2 separate regions of the Mus musculus genome follow, and region 1 is linked to region 2. A link is a contact called in public promoter capture Hi-C data. All regions are on one chromosome and are shown on one strand. Each heading gives the region's core, a stretch centred on a gene start, on an enhancer-like site or on the middle of the called end of the contact. The rest is flanking DNA. Distances are from core to core; before and after follow the strand shown. Region 1 holds the start of Cryz (crystallin, zeta). Region 2 holds the start of 3110067G11Rik (RIKEN cDNA 3110067G11 gene).

Region 1 (3,432 bases), core at 775-3,274, 2.1 Mb before region 2:
AGGAGCTTTCTGCCACTTTGGAGCATCTCACACTGTAGTCCAGGTTGGTCTGGAGCTCTGGATAACTCCCCTGCCTCAGCTTTCCTAGTATATGCACCATCATGCCTAGTTTCTTTGGTTTGTTAACTATGCTATGGTTTAAATGGGCTTTTCTATCTATCATATATATGTTGTGAAAACTGTTTATAGTACCTTGTTTTATTTTTATTTTACTTTTTATTTCTAGGACATACACAGTTAAAAATTCCTCCTCTAGACTGATTGAAACTCATTCATTGGTTTAAATGAAAGTTAAATGGGTAGGGGATATGTTAGACGTATGTATATCTTAACATAGAGTTAGTGAGTCAACTCTCAAACTCAAGAGGAAAGACATATTACTAATGAAGTGCAGAGGGCCAAGGTTAGGGCTAGCGGCAAGGAACACTTGTTATCCTCTTGCTGAGGGCTTCATTTGGCTTTCCAGCACCAACTTGGTGACTCAGGCTCGAAACCTATTCTAACTCCAGTCCCAGGAGATCTAATACCCTCTTCTGTCCTTTGAGTGCACCAGGAATACACACGGTGTGGAAAAAAGAGCAAAATAAAATAAAATTGATTTCTAGAGAGAGTTTTAAATGAAGACTAAAAAAGAGGCCTCATAGTTATAAAATGTACTGCCACTGTTCCAGAATGGCTCATGGAAGCTTGTGGCTTACTATTAACTTGGAAACACGAATAAATGATGAAAATTAAAGTATCCAGTCCAAGTCTTCTGGCTATATGATGTTGTCACGGTCTTGCTTTCACACTGATCACTCTGTACCCCTGCAGCATCTCATGGACAGGGCAGGCCCCGCTTCAGTGTGACAGAATGCTGCTTGCTACAAGCTGCATTTCCTAGGGCAGGAGCCAGCGGGGAGTTATGGTGGCTTCAGGGGCTCGAGGTGGACACGAAGTCCACACAGTGGCCTCTGCACTTTCAATCATTAACAGGTCTTTTCTGGTCACAAGACTGAGGCAGGAACTCTGGGAACTGTAAATGCGCAAGATGTAGTTAACAATGTATTAGGTTTTTCTAACTCTGTCCCTCTCTGTGTCCCTCTGTCTCTGACTCTCTCTAGGTCTCTCTTCTTTCTTTTGAAGACTACTGTAGGTGGGTGCCACTATGTCTAAAAATAGGAATAACAACGCCCACTGCATACACACCGGAGGACAGAACACAGACCTCCTCTACCTGCACCTGGGAAGTTGTGAACCCGGAGTTGGGGCGCGAGTGCCTGGGTGGCGGCAGAAATCCCCAGGCATCAGTAGGCAGCTACCCCAGTCGGAACCACCGGCCGCCTGCTGTGCAGTTCTCCAGTGCAGATAGATCTCCTGGAGCCTAGAACTTGAAAGAAAGAAAAAAAAAAAAAAAAAAGCCTCCCGGCAGACAAGAGTAGGACCTTGCTTGCGGTCCTGGGTGACTTACCCTCCTCTAGAGTAGGAAACAAAACCTCCTAAGCTCCAGAAGGTCTGTGGGGAAAGAGGTGGGCTGGCTTTCCCTAACTTCGCTAGGCTCCCCCTCTCGGTTTACGCCTGTACGGTCTGGCGGCGCACGTCTTGCTCCTGGTTGCGCCAATGGGGAACTTTGGTCCTCTCCGGCCACCGTGGCGGCAATATGGCTGCGCCCATGGAGAAGAAGGCGCATTCCAGAGCAGAAAGCCGACCCCAGCTCGCTCGCTCGCTCATGGACCGTAGCGCGGAGTTCGGCCGGTGGAAGGCGCAGAGTCTGAGCAAGGCGGACCTTAGCCGCAAGGGCAGTGTGGACGAGGACGCGGTGGAGGTGGTGGAGCTCCTGAACTCGCGGGAAGAGTTTTTCACCACCAGCTCCTGCGCAGGGCGCATCCTCCTTCTGGACGGGGTGAGGCCCGGGCCGGGGGAGGCTGTGCAATGCTAATGCGTCCTCCGGGTGATGGTGGAGCTAGCTTAAGTGGCGAAGGCTGGGGATTGGATTTACAGAGCGCTGGAGGAGCTCGAGTCTCCAAGTCCCTTCGGTCACGCTCGCCCTCGAGCCGCGCTAACCCAATCACTGTCGCTATGAGATGGGCGCCCGAAGGTTAAGGGGTCGCTGCCCCCTGGTGGCCGGTGTCATTATTACAGCCCTGGGCATTTTAGCTCTAAATGAAACAGTACTGTAGATACATGGTCAAAGCCCCTGGCTGCACGCTCTCATCCTCTTCCTGTCCCACAACACAGGATAACTAGACAACACGTGAAATAGGGTAATTTATTTCCAACATTTCTCATCGTGCCTGGCCCCATATTGCTGGTTAAAAGTCGCTAGGTTCCGCTTGGTTCTTCACGTACTGAAGTCCCAGATTATCGAGGTCTGTTCATGTTTATATTGCTTCCACCACTCCCGTTCTGTTCATGGACACTCTTGCTCACAAGCTAGCTGCCCACACCTCTTCTACAACTGCCCTGCCTGGGTTTATTCAGACGAGTCTCCAAAACACTGTTGTCTCTTCTCCAAGCCATGTTTCACAACACATTCATATGTATATGCATATGAGGGATGCATACACATATATGTATAATATATTTATAAATGTATAAATATATATGTATATACTATGTGTAAAATATCTATAATGAAAACATATTATAATTATGATTATACAAAATATAATCATAATAGAATATGATATATATTTTATATATTTTCATTTTTAAGCAGAATTTACTTTAGAAAATCCAAATTTATATTGTTCTGTAACCTGCAATCCTTTCCTCATTTTAACCAACTGCCAAGATTGAACTATTTTCTTTAGTTACTTGTCTTTGTCTTGTTCCTGTTCTTCATTTAGGAGTGGCAGAGTACTGAGAACCGAACTTAGGGTCTCGATCATGCTCAGCAAACACTCTACCACTGAGTGAAACTTCCAGCCTCCTCCCTACCTTTTGTTTTTTTTTTTTTTTAAACCTTCTAAAACAGGATCTTTCAAAGCTGCATAGACTGATCTTGAACACATTTAATAGACCAAGAACTCCTGGAACCTGTGGTCCTCCTGCCTCAGCTTCTGGAGTAGCTGTCCTATAATGCTTCCCCTATATCTACATAGCTGAGACACGACTCTCCAAGCTCCACTGTTATGCCAGACACAGAAAGAGGTGCAGACAAGCACAGTGCCCACTTAAGAGTGGCTGTCCATTCTGAGTTGTCATAGGATGCTTTCTGAACCTTGTCTAGCTTATGTATCTTATACTTGGTGGCTATTTATTTTTACTCTGCTTTATTAGAAAAGAAGGAAAGTGAAAAAAAAAATCAGGGTGGAGAAAACATAGGTAAGCCAGAGATGTTCCAAGTCGTGGTGTGACATTGTGTACATTTGCTAAGCATAAACCACTCATTTGGCTCGGAGGTTGTTTATAACAGCCAGCCCATGTTCCTAGAGCCTCACTATGAAAACC
Region 2 (3,241 bases), core at 641-3,140:
GTGTTGTGTCCTGAGAGCGAAGCCACTTAGTTACATAAACTTCACAGTACAAAGGGATTCCATGTCTAGTGGCAGTCTCTCTTTCTTCTTTTCTTTCTTTCTTTCTCTCTTTCTTTCTTTCTTTCTTTCTTTCTCTCTTTCTCTCTTTCTCTCTTTCTCTCTCTCTGTCTCTCTCTCTCTTTCTCTCTCTCTTCCTTTCTTTCCTCCTTCCTTTCTTTCTTCCTTCCTTTCTTTCTTTCTTTCTTTCTTTCTCTCTTTCTCTCTTTCTCTCTCTGTCTCTCTTTCTCTCTCTCTCTTCCTTTCTTCCTTTCTTTCCTCCTTCCTTTCTTTCTTCCTTTCTTTCTTTCTTTCTTTCCTTCCTTCCTTCCTTCCTTCCTTCCTTCCTTCCTTCCTTCCTTCCTTCCTTTCTTGTCTTCTTCAAGTTTTTAAATGATTTCCTCCAAGAAGCAGTACTGTTGACTTGGTGGTCGTTTGGAATGCCATATTACCATGAGAAAGACAAAAATACAAATCTATGCCCAGGACTGACCTCCCAGTCTCCACCTCCTTCCCCATGGGCAGAGATCCTTCTGGAAGCCATAGAACACTGACTGGGACGCCGGTCCAGTTTGACCTGAACCCATACTAACAGCTGACTGTGGTCAACATCGTGGTGAACCCTGCAGCATGAAGAGACTACCAGACTTATCACAACGAGTGCCTCCATTTCTGGGGTTCTGTCTGTTTGTTGTATGTGTTCAATAGCGTGTACGTCCCCCTTGAGTGTTCTGTTTTAATGAGATATATCACGACTATGTCTATGGCTGTGGTTGGTTTGGGCTGAATTGCACAATCTCAGATTTCTCAGGACAGAGAGTAAACAGTGTTTTAAAAGTCTCTGCTAGCTGACATTTGGGCCAGATCCTGTGCCCCAATTTAGCACATAAAATAATGAAGCTCTTCATTAAACAGAGTTTTAAATAGTGACTCATGTTTGCTGTCATACAAGCATACTTTCTTGGATGTTTCTGATGGCAAACCTGTGGGGCTACAGTTTTCACCTGGCTCCCTGTGACCACTGGCTGATAGAATATGTGATGTTTGTCTGAATTCCAAGTCTGCCTCACTCCAGCAGGGAGGGCCAGAGGGCCTTACAGGTGGGGGTCGGAGCAGTACCAGGGCACCTGTGCCTCTTGGCATAGTGTTCTCTATTGTAGAGAGCTTCTGTTTCTAAGGCTGCTACAAACATTGCAGGCCCTATTTCAAACAAAGCAGACATGTATTAGATAACACAGCAAGCCAATAAACCTGGGAAAATGGGGACTTTCTTCAGGATGGCATGCAGGGACTCTCAGGCATATTTCATCTCTGAACCCCCAGTCTTACTTTCTTCCCACCAGCTTGACAGAGAACACTAGCAGTTCCTCCCATCTGCTGTGAGAGGAACGGCCGAGCCTTCGGTAAGGGGATGAGGACTTTATTAGCTATCACAGCAGTTACTTGTTCACCATGGCCTTTATCTCAGCATTATTACACTGTAATTAAGAAGAGAGAGATGAGCAAGCCTCTCTGGGCTGCCGCCAGCTCCAGGGCAAACCTTTTCTTGCTCCGGTCCTCCAGAAAAGCAAGCTCTCAGGCAGGCACAGCCCACAGTCACCTGGGGGATCTTTTAAAGACCGACCTACCTTCCTTCCTTCCTTCCTTCCTTCCTCCCTTCCTTCCTTCCTTCCTTCCTTCCTTCCTTCCTTCCTTTCTTTCTCTTTCTCTCTCTTTCTTTTTTCTCTCTCTCTCTATCTCTCTCTCCCTCTCTCTCCCTTCCTCCCTTCCTTCCTTCCTTCCTTCCTTTTTTTTTTCTTTTTTAATAATGAGAATTTTCAAACTTCCAACAAAGCTGGGAGCATTTTTATGGTGAGCATTGTGTATCTGTCAACTAAGTTCTGTGGTTAGCATTTTGCCAGGTCTTGTTTTCTCACAGCTCTGTCTATCAGACCCCCATTTTTTTCTATACATTTCAAGATGCATTGCAAATTACTGCCCCCTTTTCTTGGGGAATCTTCTAAACTTTCAAGTCTTCCAGTGTCAGCTGTAGACATTCATAGATATTTTTTTCTGGTCTGGGATTTTTCCCCCATCCTAAGTCTCTTCGTTCACTGCAGTAACCGTGCTGATGGAGCCCCTGCCAACCAAGATTGTGCCAGTTCCACAGTAAAGAGAAAACCCAGGCAGCCAAATACTGACTGAACAGAGCTCTAGAAGTAGTTTATGGCTGCGAATCATTAGTGGAGTGCCTGCCTGGAATGCCATGGTGAGATCACATGACCAGACAGGACTTCTCACCTCATGACCATGTCATGAAATAGAAAATGAGTGAGCCAGCATTGCAGTCACCTTCAGGGCACACATCCCAAAGACCTCAAGTCTACTGCTAAGTCCCACCTCTTAAACTCCCTACTACCTTCCACAGTGCCAGGCTGACGGCTCAAGCCTTCACCTCATGAATGAGCCTTTAGAGAATATTCCAGACCTAACTTTTAACATGTCAGGATTAGAATCCTTCCATGGACGGGAGCACAGTGAAAGGAAGGCTAGGTGACTATGGTGTAACACACCCAAAGTAGGGACCCCTTTGTGGAATCCAGTTAAGGAACCAGGCCATGGAGGTAAAGGGACCCTTAGCGCGTTATAGAGGTCAGAGCTGTCTGATTTACTTAGCTTGTGTGATCACGTCAACAACTTAATTAGAGCCAGGATGTAGGAACTTTGTGACCTCAGAAAAGAGATCAGTCAATGCTCTCCCAACCACTTAGCAGGTCCAAAGCAACGAGTCCTTGTGCTGTGTACAGGACTGCCTCACGGAACGCTCATCACCCAGTCATTGGCCCAGCAGTTGCCCGGTACCTCCTAGATTCTAGGCCCTGATAATAAGGAAGCAGGCCTGTTACTCTCTGGGTCTCAGCCCAATCTAAAGTCTTACATGACCCACAGCTGACCCTGTCACTGGCATGTTTCACCCAAATGCCTGTCAGAGGCTTTCAGAGCTTGTAGAAATGTTGACTAGCGTAAATAGATAATTTCTTAGTCACTCCAGGCTGCAGAGCATTGAACACATTGACCCTCAGCTTAGCAAAGCCTCATGGTGGCTGTAGGAGGTGACAAGTGACTTGTGGGCCCTGGGTGGCTCAGACTCACAGTTAAGAAGCAAAATAGCTTTTCTCTGAAAGGAGTCATTCAGTCACAAAAACATGAACTCTGGGCTGAGACC

Evidence for each region. Capture Hi-C pulls out chosen DNA fragments and counts their contacts.
Region 1: a promoter capture Hi-C map of adipose tissue shows a contact between it and region 2, with 5 times the contacts expected there. The contact joins the promoter of Cryz here to the promoter of 3110067G11Rik in region 2. A contact is called at or near these places in 3 of 39 promoter capture datasets (the C10 cell line, liver and pre-B cells) and 1 of 9 other capture datasets (adipose tissue).

Annotation. Positions count from the first base shown.
Region 1 is chr3:154,595,303-154,598,734 of GRCm38.p6, reverse strand. Cryz (crystallin, zeta) reads right to left here and starts at 2,024. Exons shown (of 9, transcript NM_009968.4): 1 at 1,451-2,024. It overlaps Tyw3 (tRNA-yW synthesizing protein 3 homolog (S. cerevisiae)), which reads left to right and starts at 1,637. Exons shown (of 6, transcript NM_172474.5): 1 at 1,637-1,882. The coding sequence starts at 1,709.
Region 2 is chr3:152,488,216-152,491,456 of GRCm38.p6, reverse strand. 3110067G11Rik (RIKEN cDNA 3110067G11 gene) reads left to right here and starts at 1,890. Exons shown (of 1, transcript NR_165813.1): 1 at 1,890-3,241. All of the region lies in intron 10 of Ak5 (adenylate kinase 5), which reads left to right.